2 separate regions of the Hordeum vulgare genome follow, and region 1 is linked to region 2. A link is a contact called in public Hi-C data. All regions are on one chromosome and are shown on one strand. Each heading gives the region's core, a stretch centred on a gene start, on an enhancer-like site or on the middle of the called end of the contact. The rest is flanking DNA. Distances are from core to core; before and after follow the strand shown.

Evidence for each region. Hi-C and Micro-C count contacts between places; a contact is called where the count stands out from the background.
Region 1: a Hi-C map of leaf shows a contact between it and region 2, with 7 times the contacts expected there. The contact joins the promoter of LOC123407227 here to the enhancer-like site in region 2. A contact is called at or near these places in 3 of 6 Hi-C or Micro-C datasets (leaf and seedling) and 1 of 1 datasets of contacts at active chromatin or transcription factors (embryo).

The regions. Positions count from the first base shown.
Region 1 is chr7H:416,070,632-416,076,410 of MorexV3_pseudomolecules_assembly, reverse strand. LOC123407227 (serine/threonine protein phosphatase 2A 57 kDa regulatory subunit B' theta isoform-like) reads right to left here and starts at 3,503. Exons shown (of 3, transcript XM_045100314.1): 1 at 3,174-3,503; 2 at 1,810-3,083; 3 at 1-398. The coding sequence starts at 3,012. The coding sequence ends at 48.
Region 2 is chr7H:415,639,183-415,644,851 of MorexV3_pseudomolecules_assembly, reverse strand. No RefSeq gene overlaps it. Among protein-coding and RNA genes, the nearest start is that of LOC123411024, 190 kb to the right of the region's middle. Within about 2 kb of position 1,836, at least 1 of the 3 cell types and tissues checked has open chromatin away from gene starts, as enhancers often do. A contact at or near this core is called in leaf, where this site is marked.

The DNA.
Region 1 (5,779 bases), core at 2,254-4,753, 430 kb before region 2:
AACTTGATCCTGAGAAAGAGCGGCTCATATGCATGTCAGCCAGGAGGTTAGGTAGAAGAACTCTGCTGATGGGCTATTGCCTGTGGCCTCCTTGCTTGTGGATGTGACGAGGCAATTTCCTCTAGGCGCTTCCATGTAGCCTCACGTTTTGATCGCACCGCATCTTCTTGAGCTTCATCGTCCTGGAACTTCTTGAGGCACCCCTCGAACAGTACAGGGTCATGGTCCAGGAATATTTTGCGAACATTAAGACTCAAGCTTTGAACTGCCTGGTTCCAATGACCTTTTGTATTTCGTTCTAACGAAGGAAGGATTATGGGCAGTAACACCTTGCTGTTTTGTTTAATTAAACCCTCAATATGATCGTTGTTCCACAGAAACAGAGCTCTCTCTGCCACCTGCAAAACGAAAGAGGGGTAGATGCATCATTACCACATACCGAATAAGTAGCATGGGGATATTAGGGCACATAGCTTGATTCATCCTACTGTTGGAATATCACTGCATTTCAGAGCATTAGGTAAAATACTAAGTACAGACTATTATTATTAAATGCCGCCTGAAAATGCATACAATGACACACATTAAACAGCCAAATAATAATAAAGAAGTCTACCTTTCAAGCCTGAACAGAAAGTGAACAGTAGGTTTGATAATTCAAGGATGTACTATGTTGGGAACAGAGGAAAATCAGCTTGTTTATGAATGTAGAATTAACCCGGTTTGTACATAATAGTTATATCACAGGAGCTCAGAATGCTAACTTAGTGATCAAAGTATAGAATAAACACAGATGTACTTAAAGGCAATTCTCAATGCAGGAAAAGTGGGTCAGGGCAGTTTCTTCTGCTGTTGCACTCATAATAAAGGATAACATATATATCATGAATCTACATGATCCATCAGGGAACATACAGTTTTGACTATTCTACTCCAGTGGAGTACTCCCTCTGTAAACTAAAATAAGATCTTTTAGATCACTATAGATCTTATATTAGTTTACAGAGGGATTAGCAAACAGTGATAACTGATAAGAAAAACTGATCATATCTCTAGGAAATAAAGGGTAAATCGGTGCACTAGAAAGCTGTGAAGCTAAGAACATCTGGATTCTATTATGCATAGGCGCATCCAATCTGAAAATGATTTAATGCTTGCAGAGTTAGTAAAATGATGGGCACACATAAATAATAATGCAATATTGGGAGAGTTAGTTGTTAATACAAAGAAGAATTTATCTAGATTCAATATTTGTCTGTGACAGTTGCATAGCAGGGTAATATGACCAAGTTGGCTAAGCTTCCCAATAACTTCGGTATCACACATTTTTGGTACCGGTGTTCACAAGGCAGAAATGGCATGAATTGCTTCAGCAAACTTAACTCTTACAATAATTTTCTCATTGACGAAACCATTATCCAACCTCAGACAGACAAAGATAGCTCTTGATAATTTGAAGGCTTGGATAAATTTGAAGCAATAAAACAACAGTCATTATTCAGGGCCAAACTAAAAACAGCAGCTTAAATCAATCCTTTTTGCAAGGAATTAATGATGAAGTACTAATTAAAATGACCAGGAAATGGCTAACATGACTATTCATGTTTCAACATGAGCAGGACTAGTATGGACTATATACCTATTGTTTGTTACATGTTAGTTCACTTGCATTGATAAGTTCTAGAAAATCATGCGACAAGCAAAGACTAACGCAAAACTAATAACAGTTTTAAGGACGAGAACTTCCATGAGCTATTAACATGTATCATATGTGTATGGTTTGGTTGGCACTCTGCAATTCCATTTTACCTGAAAGTGAGAGCTATTTAAGCAGCGGGCAATCTGTCGGAAAAGTGGCACCATACATCTCTGGAATTCTGCTGACTGAGTAGCTTCCAATACTTCCTCCAACTCACCCAAAAACATCACCTCCTTTGAGCTATTTGTGATTGGCCAATACTTAAGTAGACCCCTTATAACAGTATCAGCAAGCTTGCAATCTTTCTCAACAAACTGAGTGACACAGTATGACAGTTGTTGATGATACATGGTAACGCATTTTGGTTTGTGGAGTGGAATCAGCGCCCGGACTAGAAACGATTTGTGCTCTTCCTTGAGTGGCAAAGCAAAACCATTGATTATACTGCCCAGAATCTCTAACAGCTCTGCAATCCCATAATGCTTTTCTGTCTCAAATATAAACCTGTAGAATATATTATTAATTGACTTCCTGATGAATGGACGGTGCACCATGAACTTCCCATATATCCTGTGAAGTATTGTCTTCAAATACTCCCTTTCCCTAGGATCCTCTGAGTCAAAGAGATCTAGCAACTTGAGAATGAAACCCTGATCGACATATCTCTTGGCCATCTTAGCATCTGTCTCAGGAGACTGAACAAATCTTAAGAACAGTTCGAAGACAATCTGCAGGTGAGGCCATGCCGGGTCCATGACAGGCTCTTCCTCCTCCAAATCAAATGACTCGATTACCTTGTTCTCCTTTGGGGCAGGATTCGGGCCGCGGAACAAGTTTGTGGATACCATGTTGACGACCTCTTGCACGACAGACTCTGGGAATTTCCCGGTGGCAGAGGTGACATAATCCACCAGCTCAAGCAATGTTTGCCTCTTGACCTCCTTCTCTTTCACATCCTTTGTGGGGTCTGTGAAGTCGAACACCACGCAGCACATGGCGAGCTTCCTGAGGAACAAGGCAGGTTTCTCCGAAGGCAGCACCTCCCGGAAGCTCGGGAGCGCCTCATACACAGGCGGAGCCATGAAACCATTGCTGGCACCCGCAGCAACACCAGCGTTCCTGTTGCCGTAAGTCTGCCCAGGATTCGTGACATAATTGCTCGGATTGCCAACCCTACTAGACATGGTCAAATCTGTGGTGGTTCTTGCATCCGCCGTCGGGCTTGACAGCGACGACGAGCCGGCTCCCGCGAAATCCTTCTCCCCGGACTTGGCCGGCTTCTTGGGTAGCCTGCCCAGGATTTGCTTAATCATAACGGATTAGGCGAACAAGTCCCCGATCAAACCGCGCTAAACAAGTCCCCGCGAATCCATCATTCATCAGCCTGATAAAATCAAACACCGTGAGGAACATCGAAAGAAGGAAATCCACGCATCGCGCGAGAATGATAAAGAGTGCTCCAACCGAACCTTACCAGATCAAATCCGGAGCCGAAATCAACGAAGAAGACCGCGCCTTTTCCGATCGGCGGCACCGATAAAAAGAAGAACCGCGCGGGGTCAAAAGGGAAAGGGGGTAAAGCCAAAGGCGAGAAAATCGCTCTTTCCCCCCAAAACTTGCAGGCGAATTGGAGCGGGCGGAAAGGAGAGGGCGCAAATTGGATGGATTCTTGCAGAAATCTGTGGGGAATACGTGGTGGAGGCCTCGGTGGTGGTGGAGGCGTCGCCGGTCGGGTTCGTTCGGGTCGCTTCTAGGGGGAACAGTGGGAGGAGGAGGGAGGGCAGTGGGTGGGCGGAGCCAAAGCCAGATTGGAACAGAAATTTATTAGAGGAAAAAACGTTTCCTTCATTTTGGACCAAATCCAACACGGGTAAGCGTCGGTCGGTGGCTGGTAAATATTCTGGTGCACATTTCGTGTTGCGCCCAACTCAACACAATTTTTACCCTAAAAAAAACTCAACACAATTTTTACCCTAAAAAACACAATTTTCATCTTATATGCCCTTAAAAAGGCAAAACATCATTTTTATAATTTCTTCCAAAATATTCCGGTCTATTATAAAAGCTCGTCGGAACTAGAAAGCATCACAAACATAATAAAAGTTGCAGTCTATCGATGCCTCCATATTAGAGTCAGGTCGACCCTTATCAATAACACATGAGAAGTTTTCATGTACGTGTTCTTAATAAGGATTAGTCCCCTAGAACCACATGCATTATCGTTAAACCCTTGAATTGATATGAAGCGTCTAACACTAGATTTGACCATCACGCACGCACGACGAGAAACCATATCATCATCGTTCAAAGAAGACGACAAGAATCTACGTCGGTACTCAGTCAACTCCGTCGTGACATATAAAATCGAACCCGACCTACTTGAAGAAGAAGCAACACCATCTGCCCAAGTGTCGCCCATGTGACGACTAAAAAAATCCTAATCTAAACAACTAGATGGAGCCGATACATCGGGATTCCCTTCCTCTGCACCAACCGCTACAACAACATGTCGGGGGGGGGGGGGGGGGTCCACGGGTTGGTCAGTGGAGCTTGGAAGTGAGGAGAACTTTACCCCTTTACTCTAACCACCTAGCCGCGTGCGTGTAAGGGGATGTCAACACAAATTTCATTATACAACAAGTGAACATAAATTTTCATTATTTTGACATGTGCACATTAGATTGCTCAAAGTATTCCCGACGAGTTTATCTAGTTTTTCCTTGGAGTTTCATATAAATGGTAGGTTCATTATAAATAATGGTTAAAAATAATTGGATGGCTAGAAGGTGGTTGTAGTGTCATCTTTCTAAAGATCAACCACCAGTTTTGTGATGTTTTTTCCAATCTTATACTTTGTGACTCCAGTCTTCACTCTTCAATAGAATGTGCATGTATATGCAATGTTGTAGTAAGGTTTTTAGAAATGTCTATGTGAATTAGACGGTTTCTTATGTAATTCATTTTTTTCATCAAGTAGTCCATATAAATCATATCAAAAGAAGGCATGTAAGATTTTCATGATTCTTTAATGTCTAGATAGAAGATTATTTATTACCTAAATAAGCACCAAAGTATGATAAAGATGGACCTAAAGCTTTGTTCAGGATGAAAGTAATGATGGACTTTGTGAGGTTCATGAATCAAGTTATCATCTTTTGTTCATTGTCATGTTACGTCGGGAATTGACAAACATTTGCAAGGATTTTTTTTAAAGAGTAATATATATGTACCGACAGGAAAAACGCATCTTGACGCCACCTCCAACTTCCACATGTTTTCAACCCCTCGTGGCCGCTAGAGACTAGTTGTGGGGATAAGCCCATACACTGGTTGATGAAGGTGGTGGTTGGGAAGTCTCCACTCCGATAGCCTTCCACGACGAGATGTGGCCTGCATGTAGTGGCTTGAGGACAAGGATATGGTTGTGCAACGGTGGTGATGACGTGTTCGGAAGTGGCGGCAATGTTTAGTGATGAGGCGTCGTCGCGATCCGGAGTTTGCAGGTACGCGGGCGTCGACCGGCAACGATAACCTTTTGTTTCTCAACATGATGACCCTCTGCTCAGACGCGTGAGTGGCGTCGTGGTGCTGCACTGTTGGGTGGCTATCGTGAGTGGCAAGGGGTCTTAGACCTTCAAGTTAAAAACTAATGGTGAACATGTTTGCCGATCAATTCCGTTGCCACACAGGGGGATGAAGGAGCAAGAAGACGGTATAGACTGCGAGAGTGTCGCCAATCGAATTTTTGCGGTGCACCTTCCTCCCTTATCAATCTTGTCATGTGCGCGACGAGGAACTTGAGTGTTTGGCGCCTTTGGGGGTGACTGCTACTTGTAAAGTGTGTTAGGTTTTCCCCGAAGAGGAGGGGTGATGCAGTATAGTAGAGATAAGTATTTTGATGTTACCAGACCAATAGGAGGATTACGCAAACTCTTGTCGTCAACACATGCACACACAAAACCAAACACTTGCACCCAACATGGGCAAGAGGGTTGTCAAGCCCCTTGAACTCGTTACTTGCAAGGATTAATTCTAATAGATAGATAATATAAATACCAAAAGTAAATAAATAAAAGTAAA
Region 2 (5,669 bases), core at 587-3,086:
AAGGAAAAACAAACAATAACATAACCGGATTAGTCGTTCATTGCAATCTAGACGATTTCATGAAACAAATACCCATCCAATTCATAGATAACACACATCTAAAAATTAATAGATGCACTACACAATAAGGTGCTACTCTCATGCCGTACATAAGTAATGATCTCTATGCATGATATAAAACATATTCTAAATGCAAACAATATGCCTACAACAAGTAATATGACTATGTTCTAAAATAATATATCAATTCATTTTCATTAGTAATAAATTAGGTAACAACGGATAATTTCAATAAACAACACCTAGAACATGGCATGCTTTAAATAAAAATAAATAAAACACATGTGACACGATGAAAATGAATATGTAAAATCGTAAACCATATTTAAATAAACCAATCAATGCTTAGAGTAATTCAAAAGAATTATAAGCATTATGTTAATTCATCAAATTCTATACACATGCATAACACACTACATCATGACATATAACAAAACTTATATCAACATGAGACACCACATAAACTATATCCTATAAGTCAAACTATGACCATAACAATAATCCGTACAATACACATGTGACAAAGATGAGAAACAAACAAATAAAATATATCTAAGATATCGCCATGCTAAAGAAAAATGAACATAATCAAAACATGACATATTCTTCAATCATGCAAAGCTTAAGATAAAATTATGTAAACGTACACATGATAATAATTTGCAACAACTCATAGACATACCACGCAAAAGAAAATATATTACATGAAACATGTTCAACAATTTGCAAATAAATATAACCGGTAAAAAGATAAATCTAACAAGTCATTTGCCACATTAAAAATTATGAGACAGACAATATGCACTCCTAGGCATAACACGAATATATGAACAATAACATATTCACGCAAAAATTAATCAATGAATACACTCCTTCAATCTTAACCAAACGACTACATGAATATATATTTTACAATATGGTTATCAAACGAGTAATCCAGTAAATTTTATGTAACTCTTGGAACATCACACAAGAAAAAAAATTGTGCAAGAAATATGCACGTAGTGCAATTCCTATTTGAACTACACAAACATGTAATATGATATATATGCAAAATCTAAAACCACAAACTCGGTCCTCTGACCACTTAAAATGTTTCATCTATTGATAGCTAGATCAAGCAATGAACAAAAGAAAAACAATGGAAAAAACATATAGTATTTGGTTCATACGACGCATAGCATCGATGCACCCATCGACCAAAATAGGAGGAGCTATGAAGTCTAGGAGATAACATCCGTGATGTTGAGAAGGTGTGCAAAAGGAATTGGATAGAGACTCGCCGAGTTTGACGAAACGGTGCGATGAACTCGACAAACAGTTTAGACGGACATGCAGAATTCTTGGTGTGTGGTCAACGGATCGCATTCTTCCTTCTTTGAATGGATTCACGCCATGGAGGAGGAGATCCTGGCGCAAGGAGTAGGATGGAGATGGTCCGAGTCATCGGAATTGCGACCTCGCGTCCATGGAGCTTTATAGGGAGCGCTCTTGTAGACAGGAAGAAGGGAATAGGCATGAGAACCGCTCAGAATGAGAGAGGAGATCATGGTGCAAGTCTAGATTTCTTCAAAACTGAAAACGATAGAGATTTATGGGAATTGAAGGTGAAGCTGTTTCATGGTTGGAGATGTGGCTGTACGTTTAGTCTTCTTTGCTCGTTTCATCTCCTCTTTGTTTGTCGCGTGGAGAGATGAAGCGTTCCTTCTGCGGTTGGGATATGGGCAAGTGGAAAAATAAGGCATGGAGGAGTCCAACAGAGGGAATTTAAGGAAGATGTTGTCGTTTCCTTTCATGATATCTCTCTCAAGATCTCTAAAGAAGAATGGTTCAGCTACCACGTATAAAGCAAATGGGCTAATGGCCAAGTGAGAAGAAATAAAGAAAATAATGGGAAGCATATTAGGCAAGGCCCATTGAAAAAAAAGACAAACATGTTGAGAAAGAGACACATTCGGCCTAAGGATTTCCAAAGTCTTGAGGAAAACAATGGATAAGATCTTTTGAAAAGAAAAATCTGAAACCGGAATGAAAGCTCAAACAAAAATCAAAAGGAGTTCCAAAAATACAAATGTGCATAAATCAAAATGCTAAAAACAAAACCCCACTAAAAGTGGAGAACAAAACATTAGTTTAAATTTAAGTTGGTATTTAATCAAATTCAAATCGCCAAACTATAAAAACTTGATTCACACTTTTATTAAAGTATATAAAACAAACAAAATTTGCTGACCCTAATTTTTGAAAAAAGTTTTTCTTAAACATTCCGAACATCGGGATGTTACATTGCACAAAATAAAAACTAACATAAAAATATTAATTTAGAATAGTCCAAACCAAATCGACGTTTTTCTAAACCACATCATTCATTAACTCAATCAAATCAAATCAATCTTATCAAATCCCAACTAAATCAAAAAAAATCTTGCTTTCCCTATCCATACTCTTACTAAGTTAAATGTTATAAATTGGTGTAAAGAATATTTTAGACAAGATTGGTGTTGAACCACTACTGTACGTGTCTGTTGCAATATATGTGCAATTACCTAGTTCGGGTAAATACGGTAAATCGATTTGTAGGCTTTGGAGCATCTATCGCCATAGGTGTTCCACTTCAATCATGACGTGTGATGTAGAATGGACGGTCCATAGGCGTGCATACTTTTGTGGTGTTCAGTGCCTCCTTAGCTCCTTGCCTATGATACACGGCATAGTAGCTACCAACCTGAGTCCGCGATAGAAAACGAAACAACTGAAACCTAGAGATTTATATCAAAAAAAAATGTAATCAAAGAATGTAACCAACAGATGAAGGGTAACTTGGAAAAAATATTTTTAGGTGTACGTGCATGCAATCATTGTTTTATCTTTGTTTAAAAACTCGTTCAGCTAACCAGTGAACTTGCTGATTAATTCCTACTCACAGGGTCATCGAGTAGCCGATTAACTGATAAATTGCTTGATTAATGAATTAAATGACTGATTAACTTGCCGACTAGCTCATTAATTTCCTACTCACCACCCAACCGAGCAGTTATCAGCTAACGATTTCCTTAATAATACTTTTTATTAAGAGAGGTAATCAATTTTTGTTGTTGTGACAACTATTTCTTATGTGTAAAACAGAGAGAGCAAGGGCAAAATGGATAACACAGCACCCATTTGGCAATCGGCGAGATGAGGTAAGGATCTAGAATTAATTAATTCGCATACGCGTGAAGCCCGAAAAGTATCGCACCTTCCTTTTGTTATCAGATCATTGTCGAATGCAAGTTGTCACACATTTGTTTTCCCCTGCAACAAACACTTATTCGTAAGTTTCAGTCTCATCAGCCATGCAATTATGTGAATAGACACAGTGCGTGTGAAAGGAGACAAATCAAAAAAGATTGAGGGAAAATTGAATGTAAGAGAAAGAAAACACGTTTCATGTACAACTCAATCATAATTATCTATTATGTGTGATGACGGTCACCTTTTGTCATGACTAGTCATCTTCGTCAGCAAAAATATTAGACATATAAAGAGTTATATAAGGTTGCATGCTGATTAGCATTTTTTTTCTAACTAACCACCTCTCCCTTCATTTTTAAGGGCTGAGACCTTTATCTTTCTTAATCTTCAATCAAAATTATCTGTTTGTAAAATCCATATAAAAGTATGTATGTAGCATTGCTGCTTCGACATGGTAGGTAGTACATGGTAGTGTCGTCAATTTGCAACCGCAATCGCTAGATGTGCATCATGCATGATATCCATGTTGGATGGATATGAATATGAAAGCTATAGAAGAATGTGTTAAGAGAACAGGAAGCTACAGCAAAATTTCATGCGGATGTCTACACTCAGCTTTTTCATACGTGCATACATATGTATGAAATGTACAAGTGTACAAAGCTCTATGGTGTATTCATATGGACTTCGGGCCACTTATTGCTGCCGACCGACAACCCCCCCCCCCCCCCCCCTCCATCCCACGCACAATTTCTTTTGACAATCCATGAGAACGTCAAATACGATACCGAAGTTTAGAGATTTAGAGTAATTCTAACCGGGTGATCCATTTCGTCCGCTCATGTCCGTTTGGATTGGTGTAGACATAAAAGTCGGCCCAACGCGCGAACCCAAACGGACGCGCGTCCGCTTGGCGTCCGCCTGCCGACCCATTTCCAACCCATTTTTGAGACGGATTTGCATCGACGTGGACACGAGACGGACGTGCGCGCGCCTTCTCCTCCCCTCGGGCCCGCTGGTCGGTGGCAACCTCCACCATATCCCGCCCGCGCGCGCTCCCGCCCCACCCCTGCCATGGATGGCGAGCTCAACGTCGTCGCCGGCCTCGCCTCCCTCGCCTCGTCCGGCAAGACGACCGCCCTCTCTGGCAAAGGCAAGCCTCGCGCCCCCCGCAAGACCGCCGCCGCACCCAAGCCGAAGAAGACGCTGACGTCCGAAGAGCGCGCAAGGGAGTCGCCCAAGAGGAAGGGCCGCGCGCACGCGGCAGACGCGAGGGATGAAGCCATCGCGGCGGCCGCCGTCGCTGCGGCCGCGCATCAGGAGGTCACAAATGCTCATGTCGCGGCGGCAACAAGGGAGGCGCTCTATATGCTAGGGTTAAACCCTAGCCAGCACGGCCTCGTCAACTCCGTCGTGGCGCGGCCAGCACCGGCTCATCCGCGTTCCCTCGGATGGTGCTGCCCGACTCGCTCCGCGCGTCGGCTTGCACCCCGATGCCCCGCTTCCACGTCTACCCGCAGGCCTCCCGCCTCTCCGGGAAGTGCTCGCCTGAGGTGAGCGTGGTGGCGCCTTCCACGTCCGCGCCCGCGCCCAATGACCTCAATTCCACACCGGTGGCCGGTGGCTCATCATCCAGAGGCATGAGGAAACGCACGCGTGATCAGGTCAGCATGGACCTGGACGGCTTCCTACTCGACCACGAGTTTCCGAAGGACTACGGACAAGAGGAAGAGGACAAGTGCGACATCGAAGGGGAGTCTTTGTTCAAGGACGAGCTCGCCAACCAAACCGCCTGGGCGAATCCGAAGCGCAAGAGCAAGCGGACCAAGGCATACACGGCGGCCGAGGACAAGCTTCTTTGCGAGTGTTAGATAGATATTGGGCAAGCCCCCAAGATGGGCGCCGAACAAAAGCTTTCAACTTTTTGGATTCGTGTCCACCGTGAGTTTCATGAGCGCAAGAAGTTTTCGTCGTACCAAATAGTAAGCACGCACGGGTGGGTGTCCATTTCGAAGCAATGGAGGGTGATCCAACAAGAGTGCAACAAGTTTTGAGCCACTCTGGAGACTGTCAAGGCCCGCCTCGTAAGCGGCATCGGCATGTAAGACATGGTATGCTAGCAAGCCGCCCTCTTGTGTGTCATCAAGTTTATGCTTGCGTGTTCATTTGCACACCATTTGCCAATATGCTTGCATGAAATACATTTTTAGGCATTTCAAGTTTTGGAGGCATTCAAGGTCCAACACAATGGCAAGTGCTTCAACCTCTCCCATTGCTTTAGGGTCATCAAAGACGAGGTGAAGTTCAAGGCACAATATGCCGTCCTCAAGTCACGTGGGGGGAAGCAAGCCGTGGAGGAGGTTAGGGACATCGAG